Regions from separate parts of the Cricetulus griseus genome. Here region 2 is linked to region 1. A link is a contact called in public Hi-C data. All regions are on one chromosome and are shown on one strand. Each heading gives the region's core, a stretch centred on a gene start, on an enhancer-like site or on the middle of the called end of the contact. The rest is flanking DNA. Distances are from core to core; before and after follow the strand shown.

Region 1 (6,679 bases), core at 2,094-4,593:
GGGAATTGAACTCAGGACCTTCAGAAGAGCAGTGAGTGCTCTTAACCACCGAGCTGTCTCTCCAGCCCCCTCACTCTCATTTTGTAACTGGGAAATTTCTTCATCCATGTTGGCCTTATTTCCCACAGCTGTACATGAGCTGACTACACATGGCTATGATGAGTGTAAGATAATCCATGCACAATAACAGAACCTAGCAGAGAACAAGTACTGTCATCATTCAGGGAGTCTCAAGTTCACTCCCATTGCCACTGACATTGTAGTTTAAACTCTTTGATCTAGCTATAAAAGTTTTAATCTTTTGGGTGGCAATTCTGTAGATATTGCTTCTGTTCTAATTTCAACCACATGCTTTTTAAAAACAATATACAACATCTGGGCTCATACATATCTGCTTTAATCCATTCGTGTTGAGATTAAATGGGAGATGCCATTTTACCCCTATAAAAAAAAGATCTATTTTGTGTTTTGCCATTGTTGTGGGTTTTGGGATGTTGCACTGAGTGAAGAGTGTGCCATGAACAGCATAGCCATGCTAAGGCATAATGTACAAAGCTGATCAGAGCTGGGCCAGGTGACTTGTGCAGCATGGCGTTTCACTCATGTTGAAGACTTTGATAAGGAGTGCATTTTATACTTCCATCTCCTAATAAACAGACCATGAGTTGTGATGAAACTGTCCCAATTCCTTCCCTAATTCATTGGCAGCACATTTCACCATTTCAAATAGGAAAACAGTAACACTTAGTGTATCACACAGGAAATCACTGCTAATGAAATTACATTGTATTCTTGATAGCCTTTGTCTGTTTTGGATTAAACAGCCAAAGCATAAAGTGTATAATTCAGTCTGAAAAGTGTCACAGGTTAAAGAATTGAAACATGTCCAGGCAAAATACGAAGATCAAAAGTTCATGATGGCTGGTTAGAGGTGGGATTCAGAAATAACTGAGACACGCTCAGTGTGGCAAACTAAATAATTATCCCTTAACATCTGACTACATCTAAATCCCTGGGATTTTCAAGCATTACCTTGTATGGAACTTCTGTGCATATGACTAAAGCAATTAGGAGATTAATTGTGGTTTATCTGGGGATCCTCAGTGCAACTGTATGGATTCTTTAAGGAGGAACAGAGAGACATTTGACACCTACAAAGGAAAGAGTGGTGTGAAGATAGAGGCAGAGAGTGTGCAGATGCTGGCCTTGAAGAGTTGAGTGGCATGGTCACAAGCCAAGGAATGCTGGCAGTCACCAGAAGCTGGAAGAAGGAAAACAGTATTCTCTAGAGGTCTCAGAGGAAAGTATGGTCCTGCTGACACTCTAGCTTTGGCTTACTGATACTGATTTTGGAGTCCAGCCACTACATTTGTAAGAGAGATTAATTTTCTGTTTTAAGACATCAAATCTGAAACAGTAGCTTCAGGAAAAAAATTACATTGTCATTTTAGATTAAAGACAGGAAGGACAGCCACTGACATCTTTGTCAGCTTTCTCTTGGAATGATGCTCTCTGGTTTTACCATGCCACTTTTGACTTGATAGTCCCCTATTTTCCTTTTGCCAGTGATATATGGGTTTTCTTTTAAACTGATGACTTGTGTGGCAGTTCGGTGGTAGATGAGATGGTGGTCTCCCCTTTTCTCACACAGACATCTCAGATGACTTTGATGCATGGATTAAGCTGTAAGGCAATAATCAAGTAAAAAGTGCAAAAGTCCAATGGTGGCCTGTATCACAATACTATATATCCAAGTGACATGCTTGCATGTATCTTTCAGGTTTACAAACTCTTCCCTGGATAGTGAGAGAAATAGGCAAACACTTGATGTTTTATTTCCTTTTCCCAAGGGCTCTATGGTGACCCAGTTCTTTTTAAGACCTTGACATTGGACATTGTCTTCACTTGTCAATAATACTGATGAAATGATCAGCTATGTCTGTCACCCATCCTTTACAGTAAGAATATCCCAAGATTCATGTTGACTGACATGTTTTCTAAACTCCAAGTACATTCCATGAACTTGTCTATGTTGTGGGATATTTGCACATTGTGTGAAGATGTGTTTGTTGTGACTGGAGTAATAAAAAGCTGAACGGCCAATAGCTAGGCAGGAAGAGGTTAGGCTGGACTTGTGCGGGAGAGAGGACTCTGGGAAAGAGAAAGGCATAGTTACTGGCCAGACATGGAGAAGAAACAGGAGGTGCAAGATGGTAGAGAGGTAATGCCATGTGGCAGAATGTCGATTAATATAAATGGGTTAACTTAAGTTGTAAGACCTAGTTGAGACAAGAATAAGCTAAAGGCTGAACTTTTATAATTAATAACAAGTTTCCATGTCATTATTTGGGAGCTGGCGGTACAGAGAATGACCTGCTACATGTCTGCTCTTTCCAAAGTTTTGGAGACACATTGGAATATAATATGTTATCTATTCTTCAGACTAGATCCTTTCACAAAGGAGTAATACGGCCCACTACAGTTAGATTCTTCCTTTCTTCTCAGAAGATAGCTTTATCTCGAAGTACTCATGGCTTTAAGTACCATCTAGATGTGACAACTCTAACTTTCATCTCTGGCAGTATCTCTCCACAACTTCAGATTGATAGACAACTATGCTCCTGTTAAACCTCTTTGCTGGGGATGTCCAGAAGTGTTCTCTAGTTCAACCCAGTCTATCTCCATCACACACCAACTATAGTCCAGGCATCAATTTGCTAACTTGTCTGCAAACATTGACTCAGTTCCCAAGGGCAAGGTGAAGGTCATGGTAGGTGCCACAGCTCCCTGGCACCGACCTTGACCCACGGTCGGCAAATGCCCCCGGTAAGGGATGAACAAAGCCACCCAGGTGCACCTGCCTTGCTGGAGTTTCATTTTAGTGCATGTGGCTGCCCTGGTCCTTTGCACACAACCTAAGCGGTGCCTGACAGAGGTATAATGGCCTTCCCAGTGGACCCTTTCTTCTGCTCTTGCTTTGCTTGAGACAAGATCTCACGGTGTGGTCCTGGCTGTCCTGGAATTCACTGTGCAGATCAGCCTGGCCTCGGATTCACAGGCGTCTGCCTGCTTCTGCTTCAAGAGTGTGGGCATCAAAGTGTGCGCCACCATGCCCAGCAGCCCTGGCCACCTGAGCAACCATGAAGCCCTCAGCCATAGCTCTTCCGCGGCCAAGCCGGCCCAGCAATGGCGACGCTCCGGGGCCCCTGGCGAAGCGGTGATTGACAGACACCGAGGCCCACACAGTCCGTCAGGGTCACGCCGCGTAGACGTGTCGGGGCCGGAGGGGTCGCGGGCCACGAGCTTCGCATCGGGTCGGGAGTCGGGGTTGCGGGCGCCCTGCCGACGTCACTTCCGGCCGGAGCCAAGATGGCAGCGGCGCGGCCGCGGACGCCGGGGCGACGGCGGCGGCGGCGTCTCTGGGCTCGCTGAGGCGCTGGCACCTCGCTCTCTGGTGAGCCCGGGCGGCGGAGCCGGGGCGGGCGGGCCTCGGGGGACGCCTCTGGTGTCGGTGAGGAGCGCGGCGGCGGCGGCGGGGCGGCGGGGCGGGGGCGCCCGGGCGGGTGACGCGGGGACTGCGGGGCGGGCTGACGCGCCCCCTCCGAGCTTCCTCGGAACCGCCGGGGACCGGTGGCGAAAGCTGACGGACGCCTGCGGGCGGGCGGCGGCGCGAGGCCCGCCCTGCGGCTCTCGCGTCCCCGCGGCCAAGTTTGGGGTCCGCCGCCGCGGGTGGCGGCGCGGCGCGGAGCTGCGGCGTCGGGGTGCGTGGCTGCGGGGCTGGCGGGGTCCGCACGTGGGCCCCGGGCGGTCCCCGTCAGCGGGGGCTGCGCTCGCCCCTCGCCTCGGCTCTTTTGTGTCCCGGCTGAGTGAGTGTCTGAGCGCATCCGCATCCCCGACTTGGTTGTGTGTCTCTCTCGAGTCTTTGTGTTTGTTTCCCCGCGTAGTTTCCGTGCGGTGGTGGTGTTACCCTGGCAATGGTCTCCCCGAGTGTTCCCATCGGCCCACGGGTGCGTATGTGCGTGTGTCACAGGTGTGTGCACCAACATGCATGTGACCGATTTTTTTTTTTTTTGGTTAGTCCGAAGATCGGTCTGCCATGTCTCTGTGGATGACAAGTGAGACACGAAATTTCACCTGACAGGTCAGTGTTCTTCCAGGATCCACGCGTGAAGCACCAGCCCCAAAGCCTGGTACCATTGGGTCGGGCCTGGAGCAGTGGGAACAAACCCGCAGATAACCGGGAAACCCCGTTGTCCCTTACTACGCAGTTTTGCACCTGGAGAAATGGGATCCATTCCCCCCCCCACCCCGCCCCATGTTTCATATATTGAGGACTTGGGTGTATTTGACCTGTGGACTTCTTTTGCTGAATCTCAGTGCCTTACCGTTAGGCCCCTTTAACCAAACCCTGGAATGTTTGTCTCTAGAACAAAATGTGCCCAGAACATGACTAAAATGTATCTCAAAGTTTTTGTTTACTTCAGGGTTATTGTTTAAAATAACATTTTACAGCAAAGGGAACCTACCAGGGTTCTTTTACCTACAAAGCACGGACTACAGTTTCGAGGGTCCTGCCCACGGTGGTATTAAAAAAGAGGTTTAGGAAGTTTGCATTCAGATATGAAGGAGGAGCTGAGATATTATTGTTGTTTTCTTTTCTGTTTTTGACATGGAATGTAGCTGCCACCTTCCAGGCTTTCTTACAAACGCTTTACTCGGTTTAAAAAAAAAATCTTTTCCATGTGAAATTTCAGCTTAGCTTTGAAGACCTTTATAGATCATTTTATAAGCTCCCCTTTATTTCAAGCCATGGGAATAGAGCTGTAAATCCATTGTTGGAAGCAACAGGGCTTTTCTTTCTTTCTTTCTTTCTTTTTTTTTTTTGTCTTTAAAACCGTTGATACATTCATTTAGGAAAGTTCTTAGACCCAGGAATACAATGATAATGCTCAATGAATGTTTCCTGTTTGTTGATGGAAGAGTTAGCTTCATTTAGGTTTTTCTACACAGTGCTCAAGATAAAGAGGTGCAACTTTGTAATAATGTCTTAGCTCTGTAAGCACAAAACAGCAAAACAGTCTCACTGTAAGACAGTGGGGAAAGAGAGAAAAGCACAAAGAAGGAATAGAAGCCAGCCATAACCTTCCGCCTCCACAGATAGCCATTGTTAACATTGTAGCAGATTGTCACCAGTCCCTCATGGTGTGCCTGCTTATATTTCTTTATGCACACATATTTATTTATGAAAACATTCACTTCTGTTTTATGTTTTACACAGAATTGATACGTTGTGTGTATTCATGGAGCTTGTCTTCCATTATGCTGTTGTAAGTTCGTATCTGTGTCTTTAACTGTTCTTCAATTTGATGTTTAATGGCTGTCTGATAACCTTGGGATTGGCCACCATTAGCCAACCAATTCCACATTGATCTGTATGGCTTTTAAAGCTTGACATGTTCTTTTCGTTACAATTTGTAAGTTTTTTCTCTATGGTGAACTTTAAAATTCTGTAGTTACCTAAGATTTGAAAACTGGAAAACCTGCTTTTTAGCATCTGACTACACATTTTTGTTTGTTTCAGCTACCTTTCTAAGAAGTAACAGTCCATTTCAGCTCCCTGTTTTCTTTGTGGCATCTGTGTAGCTCATGTGCATGTGCACATAGCTTCTTGTGATGATTATTTTACATTGGCTATTTGCTTATTTGTGGGACTATTTCTTCAGAATGTTTAGATATGACTTAGAAACCTTTCAGGGTCTGTTAAATCATAGTTTCCAGGGTGCAAAGCACCTTGGATTATTTACTGTTTTCATGTCTTCTGAACTAGCTCTGCATTAGTTTTAATACATGTACAAGGGGGGGGGGACCAACCAACATCAAATCTGCAGTGTTCTCTAGAGAATTCCATAGTGGGAAGGGAAAGAGTGCGTGGACATTGAGGAGGATGTGTCAAACTTGCATGCAGAGAGCACCTGCAGGTGATTCTGGATGCGGAGGGACCGATAGTACCTGCTGGGTGTGACTTCTGCTCCTGCTGCCATGCACTTAGTGCTTCATGATATGTTTGCTGTCCATCAGCAATCACAGTGCCTGCTGTCATGTCCTAGGCAGGTCAGGGAAGGCTACAGAGTCTGTTAGTGGTCTTAGCATATTTAGTTCCCATAAAACACTGCTTTTCAGCTACTGTACTGTTGACATTTGGACTGCATTAATCTTTGTTGAGGGTATCTCTCTTGTCCATGGTGGAATGCTTAGCAGCTTCTCAACCCCACAAAGTGCCAGTAGTTCCTTGCTCAGTTGTGACAAGCCATGAAGTCAGTAGACATTGCCAGATGTCCATTGGGGGGGACAAAATTGTGTGACTCTCAATGACCTCATTAAATGAAAAGTTTCTTTGTTGTGTGGTTGAATCACAGAAACAGTTATGGCTTCTTAAAAACTTCTTAAGAATAGATGTTATGGTTTATACCTTGAAGAAGGCGATGGACTTCCTATTCAAATTCCTTTTTGCTTTTGTGATTCACGTTCTGCAGTTGAACATTGGCGTTGTTTTGTGGCAAGAGATATGGTAGGGTGAGATAGCCTGGAGATTATGACATTTTTTATGATGTGGGATCAGCAGGTCCCACTATGTAGATTAAATCATTATGAAATTTAAATAAATTTGCATACAGTTGAT
Region 2 (6,435 bases), core at 1,822-4,321, 49 kb after region 1:
CCCTCAGCAGTGATTACCTGTGTTCTCCAGGAGTCAGCATTCCCTGAGGCAGGCTTTGTAAATGAATTGCATAGGAATTTGTTGTGAGAAATCTTGAAAATGCTAAGGATTACAAAAAACAACTAAAAATATCATCTTTGTCTTTTGTAGGAGTGTCTGTTAGTATGTAGCTCCATAATATAGTAACATCTTACTCACTGACAGTGTTGAAAGTTGGTCAGTACTGAACAAACTAGGCTTCCCTTCAGTCCTTCACATCTATCAACATTTAAACTATTTTAAAATTTGATTTGCAGTATACAACTTCTAGGTTGTTTTGCAATAGAGAATAACTTGAATGCACATGAGCATCCTTCTCTATCAGGAGCTTGTATTGATTCCCACCCTCTCCATCTATTGGTGTTGAAGGTCAAAACAGGGCACTGAGCTTCATCCCTGGCCCTGAGCAGATGTTTAATTCATTTCCTTGTGAAGTGCAGCTAGCCCTGCGATGCTCGCAGATCAGTAAAAGGGAAACAGGAGCTAGGAACAGGTGTTTGTGTTGATGTTCTTGGAGGCCGAGTGTCTGGTGGTGGCTTCTAGCCTGTGTTCAGATTACACCTATCCTCACTATTTCCCCTTTACTTTAAAAATTTTATATTTTCTAGAATCCTAATCATTTCCAATACTATTTCAGAAGCATATCGAATAAAAGAGAAATGAACTAAAATTTACATGCTCTAAAAAGTTTAATTTTAAAGCAAACAAAATAGATTAGTTTATCAGAGTGTCAAAAGGCATTTGTAATGGCTGTTTTAGCTCATTACTGGATTGTTAAATTAGGGTTTTTAGTTTGTTTGAATGATACAAGAAGGGATATGAGATATTGGTTCAAAATAAAGTGGCATAATTTTAGCTGTTTTGGAGGAACAAAGTAAATAGTGGCTGGTTCTTTTATTTTAAACAGCTTGAATATTTTGAAATAGTGGGAATTCTGTAGACAGTGAAACAATGTCATGCTTACTATATAAACTGGAAGCTTGTGAAAGTAATGGACCATTTTGTTTCTTAACTAACATCTCTAATGGAATTTCCTTTTTAAAACAAAATGGGCTGAGTAGTGCACACACCTTTAATGCCAGTGCTTGGGAGGTAGAGGCAGGTGGCTCTCTCAGTTCAGCCTGGTCTACCTAGAGAGTTCCAGGCCAGCCCAGGCTGCATGGTAAGACCCTGTCTCAAAAAAGCCAAACAAACAATAAACAAACTTTTACATAGCCACAGTACACTGGCACATCGGGCAGCCAGCACCTAGGTGGCATTTTATTAGCTGATCTGTCCACTCAGCCAAGATTGTATCTGTTGTTGCAGTCATGTCCTTGTAGGAAAAGAATTCTGGCGCTCATCTGTCTCCTAGGTTTGGTGAATCAGTCAGGGTCCTCTAGACTCACAGAATTTATGGAATGAATCTCTCTCTCTCTCTCTCTCTCTCTCTCTCTCTCTCTATATATATATATATATGTATGTATGTATGTATGTATGTATGTATGTATGATTGACTTACAATAATGGCTAGCTGTGAATGGAAAAATCCCAAGAATTTAGTAGTTGCTTAGTCCTACAAGGCTGGGTGTCTCAGCTGGTTTTCTGTCTATACTGGCATCCAAAGTAGGCTCTAATGCAGTGAAGGGATGGGCTAACACAGCAAGGGCAAGCATGCAGAAGGTGTGGTTCAGATTAAAGGTGTGTCTTCCCACCTTAGGTTCTGGACTAAAGGAGTGGGTCTTCCAGCCCAGATCGGGATCAAAAGTGAGTCCTCCCTGTCTGGAGTGTAGTTCATTCCAGATAGAGTCAAGTTGACAGCCAAGACTAGCCATCACACTTGGACAGTACTTTGGTCTTTGACAACATTTTAGTGCTGAGGAGACTGAATTTGGGCTTCTGATTAGATCCCACTTACGCCTTCTGGGCATCCCAGAAGTGACCTCTTCTCTCTCCGTGCATAGTCTCGGGAGGCAGGTGCTGTGTCTATCTGACTTATTATAAAGATACTTTCTCCCTTTGTGACTGATAGCTGTTTGTGGGGAGACGATTTTGACAGGAGGCAAATGTTCTGGAACTTCTCAGACTTTCACCCTAATACCGTTAGGACCACTGGGAGTTTTGTCTGGATCAATCTGTGTCGATGATTGAGATATGGATTATTATAATTCCCTCTTTCCCACTGGTTCAACTTTAAGTGAGAACATTCCCTTTTGTCCATCTTCCTTCAGTCATCTGTTGCCAGCATGTGGGTTTAGATAGGGTTTTACTTGAACTTTCTGAACAGACCTCCCCAGTTCTGTTTATGACTCACTTTTTCACTCCAAGTGTTTCTTCATGATGCTTCAGGTGTAGTTGTATGATGGTGTCAGGAGCAATTGTGAAAAATTTAATGTTTTAGGAGCATAGGCATTTCTGTAACTAGAAATTGTGATGTATACTTTTATGTCTTCACAGGCCTGAGCTGGTTGGTAACTGCTTTGAGGATGCTAGGTCAGGGTCTGCCTGAGCTCAGCGCTTCTGTAATTATAAATAGCGGCTGTGTGCATGGATAAAGGTGCAGAGCGTTCCTGCTTAATTTGTGCTTGGAATTAGAAACTATGCTGCTAACTCCTTCCCATGCCATTTGCTTCTTAATGGCCCTTTAAATTTCTCATCCACTCGAATTTCATGGGCAGAATGGTCCCATGTTTTATTTTCTGTCTCGCGAGGGTGGAATGAGGCTTGTAGCTGGCTGTACGAATCTGGTGATGGAGGCTGAGCCGGTACACGCACTCCTGTGAGCCTCCCTGACAAGCTGCCAGGCACTTGCTTGCCCTGAGTGTCCTGCCTTGGCCCTGTCAGCCAAGTTTTCTGCAAGCCCGGGCGACGGCTCCACCTCCTGCCCGGGCGCGCGCCCCAGGGCCCGCCTCCTTCCTGCGCGCTCCCTGGCCCCGCCTCCTCCCTGCGCGTCCGCGGCGGCGGCGCCTTCCCGACAGCTGTTTGCGGTCGGCGCGCCGCTGCTGCCCGTCGCTGCGCCGCCCCCGCCAACAACCGCCTCTCTGATTGGCTCGCCCCTTGTCTCGTCTCTTGTGTAGCCAATCGCGCCTGGAGAGGAGCTCCTGGTCTGGTACAATGGGGAAGACAACCCCGAGATAGCAGCTGCGATTGAGGAAGAGCGAGCCAGCGCCCGGAGCAAGCGGAGCTCTCCGAAGAGCCGCAGAGGTAGGAATCGCCGCCGCCGCCGGGCCCGGGCCGCACCCGCGCGGGCGGAAGGGTTGAAGGCCGGGCGTTGCCCGTGGCGTCGCGGTGACCTTTTCCGGGCTCGGTCCGCCGTCCCCGCCCGGCCCGCTGCTGAATCACGGCGATCTCGGCGCGCTCGGGCTGTTTGCGAACTTGAGCCTGAGCGCCCGCGCGGCGGGAAGTGCGCGTGCGGCCCCCGAGTGCGGGCCCGGCCCTGCTCCCGGAATCGGGCCGTCCGGCCGCGCCGCGAGGGAGGGCCGCCCGCGCCTTCCGGCTCCGCTGACAGCGCAGGACGCGGCGGAGGAGGGAGAGGGGAAGGGAGAGCGGGACCTGGGAGAGACAAAGATGGGGTGCACCGGGGGCCAAGGGCGGTGGGCTTTGTGGAAGTTAAGGGGGCTTGCGTGCCCCCAGCTTTCCAGTTCAGTGATAGACGATGTTTTGAACAGAAGGTAGAATGTAGTCACACTTATAAAAGGGAGGGGATAATTTGTGGCTAGGAAAATAGTTTGGATGGCTATATCATATTTCCAGCTGGCATGCAGATACGTCGCTGGAATATTTTTAAGAAAAACTTTAACGCGAATTTGGGAATCTCTTATTAAGCCTAGTTTGAAAACAGGCCAAGGCAGGATACAGTCTTTTTTTATTAAAACAAGAACATTGGGTTTTTTTTGTTTTTGTTTTTTTTGTTTTTTGCTCTTTCCTTAGATCTTAGTAAATTGTTTTTTAATCCGAACAAGCCTGTTCTTTTCCCGGAACATTGCAAAGTATGTTGTGGGAGTGAGGCTATAAATAAAAGCATAAACGGGGTTTTGGAAAACTCTCAAGCAATATTTGATGAGCTCATTGTGACTTTTCAGTTTCATACTCTATGTATTTCACAGCAAAGTGAAATAGGCTCACCCAAGGATGGCCAGTGGGCCGCTTGCTGACTATGTTTTTTTTATTTATTGATGGTGATTTACTTACTACTTTAGTTCATTAAATACTTTGGTTCTGGGTCAGATGATAAGAGTCTAGAAAATTCCAGTCCTCCCCCAAGTGTTTTAACTGTGTGTTGAGATTTTGTTGGGCCAAGGCATAACATTTTGTTTACACTGCCATTATTTGACTTGTTTCTATACTTAGTCTACATTTTGTTTGTAACAAGAATTATGCTACCTGCCTCTCTAGATAAACAATGACTTGTGGAGTCCAAAAATTAGGGGACCTGGGAACTTTCTTACTGTGACACTAAATTCTGACATTTAATTAGATCTGTAGCTTGATGGGATTCTCACTTTGCTTTGTGGTAAACTTTGGTGTGTGTATTCAGAACCTGTTTCATTATTATTTTTCTTTAGGTATTATTCAGTTAGTTTACTGTGGAGGAAAAACATGGAACTATAACCTTGTTTTATTAGGGGTACACAGACTTAAATGCTTCATGGCTAGATCGCTGGTTTTTTATATTGTTTGGTAATCCGTATTTCTTACCCCTCATTATACTGATAAAGAGTCTGGACAGCGGATAGCTCACTGAGTCCTTCTTGAACTTTGATTAAAAGACTTGCATGAGCTGGGTGTTGGTGGCACACTCCCTTAATCCCAGCACTCGGGAGGCAGAGGCAGAGGCAGGCAGATTTCTGTGAGTTTGAGACCAGCCTGGTCTACAGAGCGAGTTCCAGGACAGGCTCCAAAGCTACAGAGAAACCTGCCTCAAAAAACCAAAAAGAAAAAAAAAAAAGACTTGTGTGAAGCTCATACTTAGAATCCCGCTTTGGGCAGCTTACTTCAGAAAAGGCCTGCTGGCTGTCCTTGACCTAAGGAGAGTATAGAGAATCAAACCTTTCTTAACTGTGCTGTGAAGTCTGACTTAACATCTGGGAAGACCTGAAGGCAGAACTTTTTATTGTTAACTCAGTATGACTTTAGGCATTTAGATTAATAGTTTCTTTGGCAGTGATGTCAGAGAGAATAAGGGTAAACTGACTCAGAGGCAGTGCTGGTTATTTGTTGGTGACATACAGCTGACTGGTAGATTGACATTGGGCACAACCTCAAACTGTTGAAACAAAGGACTGGATTCTTCACAGTTCTGGACCCCAGCTCCTCTGCATGACAGCTGCTATGCCCACATCTGTGCCTTGCATGAGGAATCTTTCAGACTCATCAGGTTGTTGGTGGATTGTAGGGACTGTTGGGTGTATTGGGTAATGAAAAGCCCTGTTTCCCATGTCTGTTACAAACTGGCACCCTCTCTGCTTTCCCTCTTTCTGACACTAATGTTTGTTAAGCCTTGCCATGTGCTGGACTTCCTGGGTGAACAGAAAGGCAGCGGTCATTCTCCAGGTGCCTGCACCCTCGAGTTGGGGGAAGAGGGTGCATCAGGCAGTGAGGCACTTGGGTGGCCGGCAGGTAGCTGGCCCCCAGTAAACACTCAGACAATGTGTAAAGAAAGAACAGAACAGAATCCCAGTAAACAAACAACGTGTAAAGAAAGAACAGTACATAATGCTTTGAGGAAACCCTTCACATTGTCCCTGACCAAGGAGCTTGCAATTTTCCCATGGTTGTACAGGGACTAAGTAGTTTTTACTGAGATTTTTTTTAAGGTCTCAACTTTGTGTTTGTGCTGAATCACGCAAGTCTGAGACGCCTCTGTGAGATTGAGTGTCAGCAATGCCTTGGATGGGACAGATTAAAGCTTTTGGGTAGAAAGTGGGAGGCTTAGTGTTGGCTGTCTCTGGCTGTTTTACTATGAACTGTATAATCTATAATGTAACAGAGAAAAGGCCACATTTAGAATTAGAATTTTTATCACTTTCTTGATTTCTGTCCCCATTCACAACAGAAATGAAACTAAGTCTGCTAGCCCTAAGTAATGACTGTTGGTGAATCTTTCTCTGCTTATTTAGTGGCACTGGAGATGAGACCCAGGAACTTGTAGTGTTAATAAGCAAGCAGTGTGCCATTGCACTAAACCCAGTTCTGGTGAGTGCTTTTCTGAAACTTGACTGCAGTAGCCGTGGGTGTAGAAGGCCCTACCTGAAGGAGCAACAGTAGCCTTACACAGAAGGAAGGGCTTTCTGGAAGGAATGGGGAACATGAGACACCTAGGTCACTGCCAGATGTGGGCCAGTCTTGACACTGTTGAGAGGTGCACTTTTCCATCGTTAAAAACGGGGAATTGTGAAGTCACTTGAACTTTGGCCT

What was found. A called contact is a pair of places that touch in the nucleus more often than the background predicts.
Region 2: a Hi-C map of fibroblasts shows a contact between it and region 1, with 1.5 times the contacts expected there. The contact joins the enhancer-like site here to the promoter of Prdm2 in region 1. A contact is called at or near these places in 2 of 8 Hi-C or Micro-C datasets (fibroblasts and liver).

What each region holds. Positions count from the first base shown.
Region 1 is chr2:9,998,597-10,005,275 of CriGri-PICRH-1.0, forward strand. Prdm2 (PR domain zinc finger protein 2) reads left to right here and starts at 3,344. Exons shown (of 10, transcript XM_035439429.1): 1 at 3,344-3,454; 2 at 4,079-4,141.
Region 2 is chr2:10,047,575-10,054,009 of CriGri-PICRH-1.0, forward strand. Prdm2 (PR domain zinc finger protein 2) reads left to right here. Exons shown (of 10, transcript XM_035439429.1): 6 at 3,096-3,222. Among named protein-coding and RNA genes, the nearest start is that of Prdm2, 49 kb to the left of the region's middle. Within about 2 kb of position 3,072, at least 6 of the 6 cell types and tissues checked have open chromatin away from gene starts, as enhancers often do. A contact at or near this core is called in fibroblasts, where this site is marked.